2 separate regions of the Mus musculus genome follow, and region 2 is linked to region 1. The links are chromatin contacts, called in public HiChIP or PLAC-seq maps. All regions are on one chromosome and are shown on one strand. The core of a region is the stretch at or near the end of the contact, and the rest is flanking DNA. Distances in the headings are between cores, read along the strand shown. Region 1 overlaps Ankrd11 (ankyrin repeat domain 11). Region 2 holds the start of Cdk10 (cyclin-dependent kinase 10).

What was found. HiChIP or PLAC-seq counts read pairs in DNA pulled down with a chosen protein or histone mark.
Region 2: a contact with region 1 is called in an H3K4me3 HiChIP or PLAC-seq map of bone marrow-derived macrophages, with 2.3 times the contacts expected there. The contact joins the promoter of Cdk10 here to the enhancer-like site in region 1. A contact is called at or near these places in 1 of 39 promoter capture datasets (pre-B cells), 6 of 115 datasets of contacts at active chromatin or transcription factors (bone marrow-derived macrophages, effector CD8 T cells, fetal liver and 3 more) and 2 of 9 other capture datasets (adipose tissue and liver).

Annotation. Positions count from the first base shown.
Region 1 is chr8:122,936,736-122,940,945 of GRCm38.p6, reverse strand. All of the region lies in intron 2 of Ankrd11 (ankyrin repeat domain 11), which reads left to right. It overlaps Gm39272 (a long non-coding RNA gene), which reads right to left. Exons shown (of 3, transcript XR_879314.3): 1 at 1,571-4,210. Among named protein-coding and RNA genes, the nearest start is that of Gm39272, 5.0 kb to the right of the region's middle. Within about 2 kb of position 2,160, at least 63 of the 459 cell types and tissues checked have an H3K27ac peak or open chromatin away from gene starts, as enhancers often do. A contact at or near this core is called in bone marrow-derived macrophages, effector CD8 T cells and pre-B cells, where this site is marked.
Region 2 is chr8:123,223,372-123,227,386 of GRCm38.p6, reverse strand. It overlaps Cdk10 (cyclin-dependent kinase 10), which reads right to left and starts at 2,546. Exons shown (of 13, transcript NM_194446.2): 1 at 2,419-2,546; 2 at 968-1,040; 3 at 370-441. The coding sequence starts at 2,505.

The DNA of each region.
Region 1 (4,210 bases), core at 911-3,410:
ATAAGTCTCCAAAGAAAGCAGAAATTTCAACTTTATATCATAGACTATTTATTGCTTACAATCTATAATGCAATTTAAACAAAGATAGTGACCAGATGTTTGAGGATAAAAACAATGCTGTATGCTTGTTAGACTCCTGTAGTCTGCCCTGCACAGCAGTCATGCAGGCAGGCCCATAATGAGTGCCTACATTTACCAGGTCTCACTTTGGGCCTGGCTCCTGGCTGGGCCCTTCTTGAACCTATTAGTCTTTTTCTGATCACAGTTCTCTTTCCTCTCTGGCCATACACTTGCCAGCAGTGCTCATTTGGGTATAGAGAAAATAGGAACAGCTAAAGGCAGAGCACTCTCAGTGTTTTGAACATTGGTTTTTGTTTTGTTTTTGTGATCTTGGGCAAGTCAGTTAGCATTTCTTGAGCACCATTGTCATACCTTTGGAGCAAGGACAGTCGTTCTTTCTGCTTGGTCCTTTTATTGAACTATATGAACTATTGAATACCTAGCTTCATGGAATTGGTTTCCCCCTGTGAATGATAGGGCTGAGTTGGACACTACTGATAGGTAGCTGTCACTATAGCCATGCCTACTCATACACAAAGGATCCACGTGTGCTTATTAAATGACGAGGCATCTTTACCCACATTTTTATATTTTGTTTCTCAATGGAGTATTGCCATGCCATTCCACCACCAAACACACATGTCTGAGACAGGGCCTTACCCTGTTGTGCAGACTGAATTGGGACCCAAATAGTCTAACCTAGGCTGACCTTTATCTTGTAACAGCCCCTGCCTTAGCCTCCTAACACTAGGATTATGGATGTGAGCCACTGTCCCAGCCCTGTTGACTTATCATAATGAATTTGTTTCACAGTACTGCTGCTATATCTCTGGGGGTCAAGTTCTAGGTTGGTTTCAGTGCCTTGTTGATAGTTCAAACTCAGAAATAACCTTTAGGCAGTCAGGAGTTGTCAAAGGACACCCAGGTGGTAATGGGAATGTTTCTTACTGAGTCCTTACCAACCTAGATTGTCATTCACGTAGGAACAGTGTACACACACAGAGAGTTAACAGTGTGTGTGTGTGTGTGAATGTGTGTGTGTATATATGTGCGTGTGCGCGCACGCCACCATGCCTGGAACAGTATAGGTCAGCTTTAATTCGAGGCACAAATGAGCAACTAAATGGAAACTTCATTCATTGGACACTTCATGCCCTTAGATGGGATGTCCGAACCTTCTAAGGGCATGAAGGTCATGTAGCAGTTTTTTGCATGGCCACCTCTATTTGTTTGGGGAGGGGTAGTTTGTTTGTATTCTGGTTTTTTTTTTTTTTTTTTTTTTTTTTTTTTTTTTGTGATGATACATACTACTTCAGTATCCTTTCTTAACAACTGTGTTAACAGGTTTTTCTGAGAACACCAAGGGAGGGAAGGGGAGGGAGGGAGAGGGAGGTTGGGTGAGGGGAGCAAGTGCCATCTCTGAGATGGCCTGCAGAGCCCTTATGCCCTCCTTATGAGCAGGGTCACAGGTGCTTGTGTGCTGTGGTGTTGAGCTCTTCCCCGGCCTCACCAAGGACAGGGCTGGCGTAAGGCAGTGCTTGGTCCGTGGAGGATGCAGGAGAGATCCGTGTCGTGTTCACAGAGGCAGTTTTTCAGTTTTCTTTTCTTTGAAATTCGAGGTAAGGAAGAAAGGGAGGATCTTTAGATTCTGGGCCAAGAGACTGTTTTCAGCATTTAATGTAAAGCTTATTGCATGTAAGTTTTAATTTTTAAAGATGTTTATCTTGGAATAGTTGAGTGAATAAAAGTGTAGATTTCAGCTCCACATTCCATTTGTTATTTAGGGGTACAACCTGAGATAAGCCTTCCCTTGCTTATGCAAACTTTGGATTCATTACTACTACCAGAAGCCAGCCTTGTCTCAGTATTTGCTGCTCTGTCCTCCTCTTAGCCAGGGCAGTGGTAACTCTTTGCTGGCAAATACAAAGACTTTGTTGAGTTTGGATATCTTGGTCCTGTTGGGTGGTGTATCCTGAGATGCTGTTGACCGTCATTAATACTAGATTCCTGGGTTGGTGCTCTGTATCTCTAATGTCAGCACTGAGGCTGGGGGAGGAGACTGAGAATGGTAAAGCAGCCTGGGCTGCTCCTGTGACTGTGTGACTAGGTCCTTCCTGTTGTCGTCTTTGTGTTCAGCTGCCGTGACAGACCAGGCTCTGGCTCTTCCTTTGAGTCTCTGCAGAGACAGAAGGGCTCTTTCTGCTTACGTTATAAAGTAAGATGTGAATCATATACTCTTCCTTAAACTCCCATTTCTGTTTAATGCACCCCCCCCCCACCAATATGCCATCAATAAATAAACCATGAGAAACAAGATTTAAAAAACAAAAAAACACAAACCAACCACTCTTATCCCTGTGAATGAAGCAAAGAAGGATGCCCATGCTTTGTTAGTTCAGTGCCGTGGTGACATGTACCAGTGTCCAGAAGGCATGCTTGGGAGTCTGCTGTGCTCAAGACTGTCAGCACGCACCTAGACAGAGCCTTTAGTACCCAGCTGGTTAATTGGGTAGATTCGTACCAGATGGTCATAGGGCTTTGTTCCTGAGAAATAGAGCAGGTAAGACATTGCTTTCCCTTTGTCAGTCACATTGTGCTTGCTAAGAATCTGTCTGTAAGCATGAGTGCAGTTGTGTGGGTCTTGGCTTGAGGGAAGAGAGAGAGCTGTATGTGGAATAACCTAGAAGGAATGAGGGCTTGTTTTGTTCCCCTTCTTGTGTCTGTTGAGCCACTTTCATTGTAGTGCTAGCAGCTTTGGATATTAAGGCTCCTCTTTTCATAAATGAGCCTGTCTCTGTCCCTCATATTTAAACAAACACCCCGATAGCTTCAGAAAAGAAGTACTCACCATGGCCATCTGCTGCTGGCAGTCTCCATGGGCTGCTCATGGGAAGGTATATTTTTGGTCTGGATGTTTAGCTCCCATGATTCTGACCTTTATGCTTTGGGCAGTGAAGGGTATGGGAGTGCTGAGCTGCCCTGTGGCCCAGTGTCTTGACAAACTGCCTGTCATGCTACACCTGTGTTGGTTTAAGATGTCAGGGAGACAAACACCTGACAAAAAGCACTGCATGGAAGGGGTTGTTTTGGCCCACAGTTCAGTGGTGCATTTAGAAGCAGAGTGTGCAGTGGGTGGGTCATGTTTGGTTTGAGAAGTTCAGGGTCAGTTGACTTTGAGCATCCTGTATGCCGTTCTATATTTACCCAGTCTTTCTGATTTTATCCAGTCTGCTGGATATTTAGAGCATCCTGTTGTGATTTAACTCCGCCCATAGCATAGACTGACTTCCACCCTGTGGTCTTTCTGCTCTAACCTCCTCATTGCAGAGATGACAGGTATGATCCTGGCTCGTTGTGTGACACTCTGGTGTACTTGGGAGGTGGGGACAAGAGGATTCCTGCCTGCTTGAGGCCAACTTAGGCTTTATAGTGATAATGGCAATAATTTTCATTTTCCTGTTAGCAGATGATACTGATCATTTGTCATGAACCTATCTGGAGAAATGCAGGCTCAGCTATTTATCTTCTTTACTGAGGCATCTTGCCTGTGGTATCATTTGTCCATTTTTAAAAACTAGGTATCAAGCCGGGATGCTGAAGTGCTTACTATACAAGTGTGCGTACCAGTGGATGGGCCTGCTTCACCCTATATAACCCTTACTCAGGACGTGGTGACAGGGGTTCCCCAAAGGCAGGCTTGCCAGCTAGTCAGATTGGCAAACTCAAGTTCAGAGAGAGATCCTACCTCAATAAATAGAGAACAGATCAAGGAACACAGTCACTGTCAACCTCTGGCCTCAACAGGACCTAAAAATCGTGTTTGACAATATGGGTGAGGGAAAGGTCTACAAACAAAAAGGAGTTTCCTTTACATTTTAAAGAAAGGCCTAGAACCAAAATACATCATACTCAGTGTTAAAAGATGATTTAAAATAAAATTATTTCAATTATTGTTGTTTTTGAGAAAGAGTCTCACTGTATAGCTCTGCCTGCCCCAATCTCCAGGGTCCTGGGATTAAAGGCCCACTATGCCCACACTTGAGGTTTTTGATGTTGTTGTTGTTGTTCTTTTAAGTTAAAAGAGCAAAGAATGCTTTTTCTTCCCCATTAATCATAGACCAATTCTCAGTCTCTCTTGTTCTTATATCTT
Region 2 (4,015 bases), core at 1,297-3,796, 290 kb before region 1:
CACCACACATCCTGTCCTCCCGTCAGGGACAATTACGGTGACACCAACACCGTTCTTACTCTTGAATTCATTACAGATGTAGATTTGGAGGGTGACAATGACCTCCCTAGAGGACAGGGGCAAAAGGGTTTGGAGAGAATATACAATTTTACAGCTGGCCAAGGTGAGGAAGGTCTGGAAGGACTCAGGGAGCTCAGGTTCCGGCTGCGGTGACAGACTGTGGTGACAGGCTGGGCCAGCTCCCTAACTGCAATGCACACGCCCTCCGTAGCGTCAGTCCTGAGGAACCTCAGATGACCTGTGCTTGTGCGCCTCCCTGCTTGGATGCCCGAGCAGGCAGGGTACTCCTGCATCCTGCCCCCAGCTTACCATCCTTCTCTTTGTCCATCCGCACCTTCTTCAGGGCGACAATTTCATCTGTCTGGGTATCCCTGGCCCGATCTGAAACAGGAGCACACATGCAATGGAGCCTACCTCAAACCATCAAACTCTCTTAAGAGTTTGCTGAAATTCTTCTTTTTCTCTGACAACATAATGTCCAGCAACACTTGGTCCTTCTTCCGTTCCCAAGATGTGAGCTTGGGAATTCTCATTTGAGCTGGGTTGGGAGTTAGTGGAAACCTGGCCATCAGCAACTCAAGTGGAGAGGAGCTCTCCAAGCAATCTCTCACACAGCCTACTGCTCTGAGTTCACTTATGCAATATTACAGCACCACGGAAGGTGATCTACCTAGGGGGAAAGACTTACTTTATATGATAACGGCTTACAAATACTTATCAAAAGCCTCACAGCTCTGGAGCTGCAGGGAGCTTTGGAAAGTAGTGCATTTTACTGATCAGGTATCTCCATTCCATAGCTACACACATGGATTGCTGACATTTGCAATCCGAGGCTTATGTTTAAGCATCACACCAGTATAGAGTGTGAGCCTTCCAGTCCCCACAGAGCTCTTTCATGACCACTCACACACGATGCCATAGGTGCCCTCGCCAATCCGGTTCAGCTTCTCAAACTCCTTAACGCTTCGGCATCTTCCCAGCTGAAAGAGAGAGGCAGCCAGTGTGGGGATCTGGAAGCTAACCACACAAGTGACAAGTCTCACCCATACCTGGCACTGAGAAACGTGCTTGCATCTTGCTTACCAAACAGAAAAGCAACCATGTATTTGGAATTTTCTGATGAGTGAAGGGGACAGATACCACTGGAATCACTTTGAAATACTGAAGCATACTGAAGATGGCCTAAGTATCCCCTCCAACCCAGTGTTCCAAATGTCTGCTGTCTAGTACCAAATGGCCACAAGCCATGGGCACAAACACCTCTGTGCAGGAGAATCCGGCCTTCAACAGGGAGTGCCAACTTTTCATGTGTGAGGTGCCTTTCTAAGTGCATTAGCTAAGCATTCCTTGGGTACAGAAGGACCAGAGCAAGCTTAGGATTCTATTCCACCAGCCCCCTGCTGGCTTCCCGACTCTTAACTGCCCTGCCCTGGGTTCTGTTACTCTGATACCTGATGGCCCCCACGATCCACTCTGAGCTCCCTCCCTCCCTCCCTCTCCTCGAGGATCCCTGTTCACTTCGAAATTCCATTCACCAGGATTTTGTGCTGCCACCTGAGTGTGGTATACCATTCCTTGTCAGATCTGCCCAAATTTTGGCAACACTTCCTGGTCCAAAACAAATGTCAACTCTTCTACAAACTTCTTACAGAATACTCCTTTTCTCCAAAGTCTCCACTATTTTATATCTCGGCTTATTTCTGAGTCCAGGTCTCACTCTGTAGCCCAGGCTCCCCTCCAAAGTGGAGTGACCATCCTGCCTCAACTCCCTGACTGGGATTACCAGTGTGGACCACCACGCAGGACTCTGACATTTTTGACTTAAGGGACCACTGCACACGTGCATTTTCTCCCCCTTTAAGAACGGCTTTCGCAACCTCGGCTTCCAGTGCAGTGCTCTGAGTTAACTAGTTGTTAAGTGTTGTCTCGTGCCTTGTGCTCTGAGGCTCTTAGTTAATGTGCCTTGGCCTCGCAAAGCATAAACAAGAAGTTAAAAATACGTGGGCTGCGGCAAAACCTCTTCCCACCAAACGTCTACTGGAGCAGAAATCGGAGCCCCTTAAGGTTCACCTTCACATCACACAAAAGAGACAAGACTGTGGGTAACGCCAGGTGAGACCCCCGCGGCTGCAGGTGCCACCGGGAACCTCCCACTCTTCTCGCCCTTGGTCGCTCGTCCTCGGTCCCACCCCGCCCCAGCCTCTGGGCTGCCGATTTCTGCCCACGCCGCGGCAAACTCGGGGACTGCCGTTCCCCCTCCGACGCTGGAACCTCAAACTTGAACGCGACACGGAACGCCCCGGTGCGCTTCAGTCTGGCCCTGCCACTCAGCGCCGCACGAGTGGCACCCCGTCGCACCCTGTGTTCTGGAGGCACGGTGAAGAAACCTTCCTTACGGATACACTTCAATCGGATCTGATCCGACTCCAGGTCCACCTCTGCCATGCCCAAGCCGCTGCCGCCCTCTTCCAGCGCGCAGGCGTAACGCCCCTCGGCGCAGGCGCATGACGTACTTCCGGTTTGTTCTGGACTTGGGGACGGAATCCGCTCGGAGCGCAGAGGCTCTGTTGTCTTTTAGCGTTAGATGCAGACACACTTCTACAAAGCTGCTCAAAGTACCATCTGTAGGCCAGCCTGCAGAAGACTCAGATTGGTTTTGATCAACTGGAGGAAAATGCGTCTCTTCCCTGTTTGCCATTTAAGTGAGACCAATTCCAGCGATCAGCCGTGCTTTCTGCCCTTCCAGACCACCACTGCTGAGAGCTATGCTTTCTGATAGTGGTTGGGTACATTCTCCGAAAGCTGGATGTGTGGGAACCCAGTCATTCCCGAGGCCAACCTCGTCCCCATCACTAGCCCAGGACAAGACGGAAGGAAACCTTGTACAGCCCGGGCAGCGTACACGAGAAAATGAAGATAATTAATGTACTGACCACTGGAGAGCAACTCTAGTCCAAGTGGTTCTTGGAGGTTGCACTCACTCAGCTTTTTTTGTTTGTTTGTTTGTTTTGCCAGGCAATAAGAGTGCCCGGCTGCTGGGATTTGAACCTGGTCCCTTCTGTCTGGAGCTCTGCACCCTTAATCGGTGAGCTAGTGCTGCAAGACTTGCACTTAGCTCTTGTACTGAGTAATGAACTCAGAACACCAATTGGCTCTGATCATCTGTGGAGGGTTTATATAGATTAGGAAGATGAATGTTCCTGCTTCTAAATGGCCAGAGTGCAGGTCCATGTGGGCACTATACTTAGGTTAATGCAAGCAGATTAGTTGGTGTTTGGACACAGTGCCATATGCCTGTAATCATAGCACTCTGGAGACTGAGGCCAGAAGATTCTGAGTTCAAAGCTAGAATGGGGTGCATAGCCTATCTTAAAAGGCTTTCAGTAGTGTGTCAATAAATCATGCCGGGCGTGGTGGCGCACGCCTTTAATCTCAGCACTTGAGAGGCAGAGGCAGGCAGATTTCTGAGTTGGAGGCCAGCCTGGTCTACAAAGTGAGTTCCAGGACAGCTAGGGCTATACAGAGAAACCCTGTCTCGAAAAAAACCAAAAAGAAAAAAAAGTCATAAATAATAATACTGTAAGATTTCTAATGGATTGTTTGCTATCTTACATTTCTTTTTAACTTTGGAATTCAGCTTTCCTCTGGGCACACTGTCACCTGTAATTGCAGCAGTCAAGAGGTTGAGGCTGCATGTTCAAGGCTGGCCTGGGCTATATACTGAGTTCTAATCCAGACTGGATTGGATGTGAGACCCTATCCCTGTTTCAGAACTCCAGCTGGGATTGTAGCTCAGTGGTGGAGCGCCTGCCTAGCATTGGGTCAAGTCCTAGGCTCACTCCTTAGCACTACATACACAAAGTTTTTTTTTTTTTTTTGCTTTTGCTTTTGTTTTTGTTTTTGTTTTTTTGAGACAGGGTTTCTCTGTGTAGCCCTGGCTGTCCTGGAACTCACT